Regions from separate parts of the Mus musculus genome. Here region 2 is linked to region 1. Evidence: chromatin contacts called from public promoter capture Hi-C data. All regions are on one chromosome and are shown on one strand. The core of a region is the stretch at or near the end of the contact, and the rest is flanking DNA. Distances in the headings are between cores, read along the strand shown. Region 1 holds the start of Mob2 (MOB kinase activator 2). Region 2 holds the start of Pgghg (protein glucosylgalactosylhydroxylysine glucosidase).

Region 1 (3,779 bases), core at 610-3,109:
CTGGAGAGAAGCCCAGAGTTTAACAGTGCTTGCTGCTCTTCTACAAGACTGGAGTTCAAGTCCCAGGACTCACACCGAGTAGTTCACAAATACTTGTAACTTTAGCTCCAGGAATTTGATGATCTCTTCTGGCTTCTGCAGGCAGCAAACATACATGGTACATATACACACCTACATTCATACCCACATACACACTCACACACACCTTTTTTTTTTAAATACATATAAGAAAAGAGATAGAGGCACAGGCCATTAAACAGCTCGTTCAACTGTCCCACATTAGAAACTGGAAGAGACTAGCACAACTCATGACACCCAATCTAGTGCAGCAGCTGATGGCAGATGGTGGCAGTCAAAAGCAGACTAGCTCACCAATGACTGATGCTCCTCGGAAGCAGTGGACAAGGCCACACTGCAAGGTAATCAGCTGACGTCTGGCTAAAGCAAAGTGATTATGGTGTGGGGAAGTCATCCAGTATGACTGGGCATCCATAGGAATAGAAACAGAGGAGAACACAGGCCTGATTTTTCTCCTCCTGATATGGTCTTGACTTGGGACTTTTCCCTCTCCAGATCTTTCATTATTATTTCAGTTTCATCTCAGGTATTTTTTGCTGATAAAACTGCAACCCCACCCACTCCCAGTGCCTGACTGTTCATGCTATAAAGAAGGAATGGACTGGACATTTCCCAGCATCCTGGAATGGTTCTTTGGGGAAGGTGAATCCCATTTCAAGTATATGACAGCTGTATTACAGCAGGCAGTTGGCCTGAAGGTGTTATCTGTCTGGTGCCTGATATTCATGACACTCTATTGAAGACACTAGTGAGTTAGGTTGTTGTGATCCTTCTGCTCAACTGTGTGCTCCTGCAAGCATCTCTCCAGTGTAGAGAATAGAGAGTCAGCCTTTCAAAAAGTATTCAATGAGTTCCTAGTACTGGTCAGGCTCTGGAAAGAGCGGACAATAGGAGAGATACCCTGGATCATGAAGAGACTTACTCGCTGGAGAGAAGTATCCTGGATAATAGAGGCTCACCCAGGAGCCAGAGGGTACAGCACATAGAGGAAGGGAACAGATGGGGATTGAAGGGGACAATCATGTCCACTGGGGCGGGCAGCTGGGATGCAAATGAACGGCCAGCAAAGCTAAGGGACACAGAAGAGGCAAGTGTGGTCAGAACAGTTCTGGCAGAGGCACTAGGTGTGGGCAAAAGATGATAACAGTGGGAAGATGGACATCAGGAGGGATGTAAGCAGCAAGGGGTGAGGCACTGCAGAGGAAAGGAACACATCCTGCAGAGCAGAGGAACTCCGATGTTCCAGCCTGGGGGGTCTGGATACTCCCAGGTCTGGGATACTGGGGTCAGGGATACTCAGGTCCCAGGAACTTCAGACTCCCACGGGTCTGTGCATTCCACAGATTCAGGCACGCTGGTGGTAAGGTTCACTCCTGGGGTCAAGGCACTCTATAGTGTCCTAACACTAGAGGTGTGCAACACCGGGGTCACTCTAGAGACACCGGGGGTGTGATACTCCAGGATCCAGGGCACTGCGCAATGACAGGCAGTTTGCGAGTCCGAGGCACTCTGGAGTTCCGGGCGTCTGGGTTTCTGGGGCCCTCTGAAGTTATTCTCACTCTGGTGATCCAGAAACTCTGGATGGTCTTCAGATACAGGATGCTCCTGGGTCTCGAAGCCCCGAGGTTGGCGATGGGGAAAGGTCCTGACACTCCAGAACAGGTACTCGGGACATCGCCGCAGGGGCCGCTGGGACTACGCGTCCCAGCAAGCCGTGCGCGCGTCACGTCCGGCAGCGGGCGGGAGCCATCGAGTGTTTACTTCCGGCCGCCGGCGGGGCTGAGGCCGAGCGAGGCGCGGGCTCCGCGCAGCCATGGACTGGCTCATGGGGTGAGTGGCGGAGGACGGCGTAGCGCGGCGCTGCGCGGGGCGGCGGCGAACGTAGGGAGCGTAGGGCGGCGGGCAGCGGGTTCCAGGAGGGGCCGGGGCACGGAAGGACGGCCAGCCGCTGCGGGGTGCTGGGAGGCCGGGCAGGCGGCCGGCCGGCCGGCCGGCGGGAGAGAGGCCCGGTCCCCGAGGCGCTGTCCCGAGAGGCCGCGGTCCCTCGCCGCGAATCGACGGGCCGCGAGTCGGGCACCTGGCACTGTCGGTCGTCGGTCTTCGCGGGGCCTGCGAAAGTTCTTCCGCCCAAGTGACTTTCTTCCAATTTACTTTTGAGGAGAGTGAGAGGCGGGCGCTCCTAGCCGCGCGCGCTCTCCCGGCGGCTCGGTTCTCGACCCTGTGGCGGTGTCCGCGGCCCTGCTGTGGGGTCCGTATAATCCTGCTGGACCACAGAGAGAGCCGGCCTTCGGCTTCGGCAGTACGAGGGCTGCGCGGGACTCTGGAGATAGAAGCGGGGAAGGCGGAGGAAAGTGTAGTGGTGGCACTGTCAGGACGTCTGAGGCTGTTTGACCTCCCAGTGCTGCAACCTAGGGAGACAGCGGACTAAGTGAGCAGCCCCAGGGATAATCAAGAGACTAAGGGAGGCCGGGAGCCACATAGTGCCACTCAGGACGTTAAGTGTGGGTGACACGGGGGACTAGGCGGAGGCTCATCTTATTTCTTCAAGAGGAAGCCCTGTCACTGGTTCCTATCTGCTTCCTAGCTATGTGGTCCTCTCTAGACTTTTTTGTAATGGATCGTCTGTCAGATGGAAGCTGTGAAATCTGCAGTACAGGTTTACTGAAGGGTTAACTGAGGTAAGGGCCAGCACATGTTTTGCATATGGTAAGCTTGGCAGATGTTATGTCCTGGCCTTTAACAAGGTCTCTGAAGCCCAGGGGTTTTAAGCATAGGACACATATTTGAAACCAGCCTATTCCAGACCATTCTTCCTTTGTGCACTTGTGGAGAGGGCCAGCACTTGACTATAACTTGGCCAAGGTATGGTTTCACTGCAAGTGAACTAGATCTGTCAGCTTGGTGACTGAGGAAGCTGACCACTGCTGTATGTGTAATTTTTCCAGGCTCATACCCATCCAGGTGCTTTTTGCTTGGAGGCTGACCAGAAGCCAGTCGTTAAACTCCTCTGTCCCTCTTTCATAGTATTACTATAAAAGTAGGAAGAATGGAAGTTGCAGAGTGAGCCTTCAGAGGACATCCCCCCGCGCCCCCCCCCCCCCATCTACTCCACTTTGTCTTCTGATCCCTGGTGAGAGCTGACAAAGTAGTCGGGAGTGAAGCCATTTTTTGCTTCAGAGTACCCACTGTTTGCTCAGGGCTGAAACTCTCTCTGTAATTAACCATTTAAGTAGTTTTTCTGTCTGGAAGAATAGGACAAATGTATCATCTTTTATTGTGTCTTGGTCTTGGTCTTTTTCTTAATTCAGACCATCCGATATCAATGAGGGGTTTGGAATGTTTCAAGGTTTGTTTGTTTGCTTGCTTATGTTAAAGTAAAGGTTTTGTTAATTACTTCATGTTGGGTGAACCCAAGTATGGGTGCAAGAGTAGAGGTCTCTTACAGAAATTGTTAGAGCCAACAGGGAGGTCTACAGAAGTTTAAGTGGAAAGCTACATCTTTCTCTTAGTTGGGTGAGGATCACGCTGGGACTTTGAGCATCTCACAGCCTTATCTTTTGTGTTCCAGCTGCTCAGGAGGAAGGGAGGCCCTGCAGGGAAGCATGCTTTGGATAACCAGAGCAGAATTTGGCACGTTGGGACTTGATGGTAAACCTGCTGGGACTTTTCTGGAGAATGTTGTAGGTGTGGCTCTTAGCCAC
Region 2 (3,722 bases), core at 623-3,122, 1.1 Mb after region 1:
CTGAGTCTTAAGAAAGGGCTCGCTCTGCTCTCTGGGCTACCTAGATTTACCCAGTGTGATTCTTACCGGAGTCCCTGGAAGTCAGGCCCCACACGCAGGTCCAGGTCTGGGCTTTCGGGGGAGAAGTCTGCCCGTAACGGCACTGTGATGGGTTTGTTCCCTGTGGTCAAGCGTGCAATGGACACACTGAAGACCAGGACATGGGGTAACACACGGTGAGCATAGATCCGCTGGGAAGCCCGGAAGCTGGGGCCTTCCAGGGTGTGGAGGAAGGAACCTAGGGAGGGTTGGGGAAAGGCAGACACACTCTCAGTACCACAGAGCACCATTACCTTCCTGGGCTGGGAGTGGGGTCCTTCAGACCTCAGGCTGCCTCTCCCCACTGTGTAGTGGGCCCACCCAGATGAAAAGAAAGCAAGAGCAACCACACAGGCCTCATTTTGGGAGGCGGCTTTTTCATGTTTTTTTTTTTCTTCTTCTTCTTCCTTAAATTAAAGGCTATGTGTTTACATATTTTTGTGATGCATCTTGATGTGTACTGGAGGCTGAGCTCCAACTCTCCGTCTTCCCGCCTCAACCTTCCCAGTACCAGTGCCAAGGTTACAGGCCTGAGGCACACATTGGTGGTTGTGGCCCCTTTCCCAGCTTCATGGACAAGTGAGGAGCAATAGGTTGGCACGGGTTGGTGACAGCTAACCTGTGTTGGTGTCCAGGGTAAAGGTCTCTGTCAGCTGTTCTGTCCCTGCAGGGGCCTCCAGCTGGACATTGAGGGGGCTGGGCAGACTGGCCCGGTGAGTGTCCCCGACAGCTCCATTGTACACACCGTTTATATGGATGGTGTCATGATACACACGTGTACCTAGGTATGAGTTCGTTACAGTGGCCCAGAGCCTGGGGTCACTGGGCAGACAACGGGCACTGAATATGGTCGGGTCATCTTCAGAGCCGTCCATGGAAAGCTGCCTCAGCCCAGACGGCCTGGAGGAGACAGTTAACAGTGACTAGCTGGACTTTCCTCCACACGCACACTCACAGTAAACCCTCAAACTTGGCCAATCCCCACAGGCGGTGAGGGGAGTCGGGGGCTAGCTGCGTAGCTACCCTAAGTAAGGGTTGCGGGCGCCAAGAACATTCTTAAATTAAGAAGACTGCCAGGAGCCCAAGTGAATCTGTAAACAAGTTCTCTCAGCACCCACCGCCGACCTCCCTCTTGTGAGCTCCTGAGCCAGCTTCCTTAAGTAAGAACTGCTGAGGTAGGAATCAGGGAGTTCTTCGCGGGCCCTAAATCCTCAGGGAGGGTGAGGCCGGACGGTGGAGGAAGAGGAACCCGGAGATTTGGAGAGGGACAGCAAGGAGAGGCGTTGGGATTGGGGAGGAGGGACCGGATGGGGTGGATGACGACGATGGGGTGGGGTGGGGCCGCAACTGGGGAGTAGCGGGACTTGCCCAGGAAATGGAAAGAGGAAGCCCGTGTAGGGGTGGGGTGCGGAGAGGGGGATCGATCGCGAGTTGTCGGGAAGAGAGACTAGGGAATAAAGGGACGAAAAAGAGTTCAGAGTACTCAGTGAAAGAGGGTGAGGGCGGGCTGGAGAAGAGTGTGGGCTGTTTTTGTAACTCACCGCTGCCCTCTCCACTCAGTGCGGGGATCCGGGTGTAAGAAGGCTCTGTGGGTGCGAGCTGCCCCTGGCGGTAGGAAGAAGAAGCGGCCCTGCCGCGTGGCAGGTGGGCGGGTCTGAGTTTAGGCGGGACCTGGGAAACTGTCATGGTTTTGGGGAAGAGACCACGCAATAGGACTAGGGGTTAGTTGAGCTTTGGCTCTAAGATGTATGCAAGGCTGGGACAGACCTGAGATACCACTCTACAGTGACGTTTAGTGACTAGAAAGGACCCTGGCTATTTAAGGAACAGGATGCTTGTAAGAAAAGCCTACCTCATGCAAACCTGAAAGAAGTGGGTGCTGTGTAAAAGTTCCACAGCCGAATGCTTTTCAGACTTTCCCCTTAGCTCACGGGACCTTTCCTATTTAGGGAAATTATTTCATTTTTATGTTTTATCCTATTTTTGAGTGGTTGGCCTGACTCTTGGTATGCAAACCCAGCTGTCCTCAAACTCACAGAGCTCCAACCTACTTCTGCCTCTTCAGTGTTAGGGTTAAAGACGTGCACACTACACTGAGCAGTATTTATTTATTTTGATTTAATTAAAATATAATTACACCATTTCCTCCTACTCCTCCCATGTATGTCCCACCCACATTCACAGGACCTCTTTTTTTGGGGGGGGGGGTTCCAGACAGGGTTTCTCTGTGTAGCCCTGGCTGTCCTGGAACTCACTCTGTAGACCAGGCTGTCCTCAAACTCAGAAATTCACCTGCCTCTACCTCCCAAGTGCTGGGATTAAAGGAGTGCGCCACCACTGCCAGGCACAGGACCTCTTTTTTTGGAAGAGTTTCTTTTTTCTTTTCTTCTTCTTTTTTTTAAATGTGTGCTTTTTATGTAAATGAGTGCTCTATCTGCACGTCCACTTCCATGTTAGAAGAGGGCATCAGAACTTATTGCAGATGATTGTAAGCCACCATGTGGTTGCTGGGATTTGAACTCAGGACCTTCAGAAGAACAGCCAGTGCTCTTAACCACTGAGCCATCTCTCCAACCCCTGGGACTCTTTTTAAACCATTGTTGTTACATATACATATAAGGAATAAATAGATAAACACCACCTGTGAGTCTGTTCAGTGTTGCATTTGAGTATATGTTTATGGGGTTGCATTTGAGTATATGTTTATGGGGCTGACCACTTGGTACTGGAACACCAATAGGAGGTGTAAACCAGAACAGGTGCCAGGTTGATGTTAAAGAGCCACATTGTTACACATTGTTATTAAGTCTCCTACAAGAATCCGTTTCTGTTTCTTAAGCCTGATGCATCCTGCAAACCTTGCTTTCCAACCTGTGCTGAACTTGTGACTCCATCATGTGTGCCTACCCCTTTGCCTTGCTAAACTCCCGAACCTGTGATACGACTATCCTTTTGCCTTATGAAAATGTCTTCCTAGATACCTTGATGACTCCCTTTCCACGTGATGTTTTCTTGCACTTATTTTTATTGCCTCCTTTCTAACAGCCAATTATCGCGACATCTGTTTTCTATCAGCCCTAACCTTTCTCCATAAAAGGAACCTCAAAAGCCAGTGAGGGGCTGCTCTCTGAAATCCTGACTTTAGGAGAGACAGCCAGCTGGCCAGTTGTAAATACAGCTTGCTTTAATCAGACACTCAGGAATTGTTTGTTTCCATCCCTACCACCCCTCCTCCTTCCCCAGGTCTAAAAGAGGCTCATCCCCGGGGAAGACTAATTCTCCCTCCTTCTGCAATAGTTAATTGATTGTAGCTCTTCATCTAGGGGAGGGGCCCCATGAGCTTTCCCTAGCTAGCTGGCTTCCACTAGGCTCCTCCCAGGGACCTAGCAAAGGCCAGCGCTGCTAGGTGATGGACTGCTCTCTTGCTCTCCCTCGCTCTCCCCCTCTCCCCTCTCCTCCCCCTCCCCCTCGGCTCCCGCTCCCTCTCTCCTTTCTGTCCCTCTCTGCGCCCACTGCCCCCTCCCCCATGGCTCTGCCCTGGTCTGTCTGCCTGTCCACTTGTCTGTCTTTACCCCTGCTCCGGGTCCTCACTCCTCTTCCTTTCCCCAGGAAACCTCTTTTACACCAGATCTGTTGCATGGCAT

Evidence for each region. Capture Hi-C pulls out chosen DNA fragments and counts their contacts.
Region 2: a contact with region 1 is called in a promoter capture Hi-C map of liver, with 5 times the contacts expected there. The contact joins the promoter of Pgghg here to the promoter of Mob2 in region 1. A contact is called at or near these places in 1 of 39 promoter capture datasets (pre-B cells) and 1 of 9 other capture datasets (liver).

The regions. Positions count from the first base shown.
Region 1 is chr7:142,059,114-142,062,892 of GRCm38.p6, reverse strand. Mob2 (MOB kinase activator 2) reads left to right here and starts at 1,859. Exons shown (of 5, transcript NM_028308.2): 1 at 1,859-1,908. The coding sequence starts at 1,892.
Region 2 is chr7:140,939,541-140,943,262 of GRCm38.p6, reverse strand. It overlaps Pgghg (protein glucosylgalactosylhydroxylysine glucosidase), which reads right to left and starts at 1,872. Exons shown (of 14, transcript NM_145387.5): 1 at 1,620-1,872; 2 at 698-978; 3 at 67-277. The coding sequence starts at 953.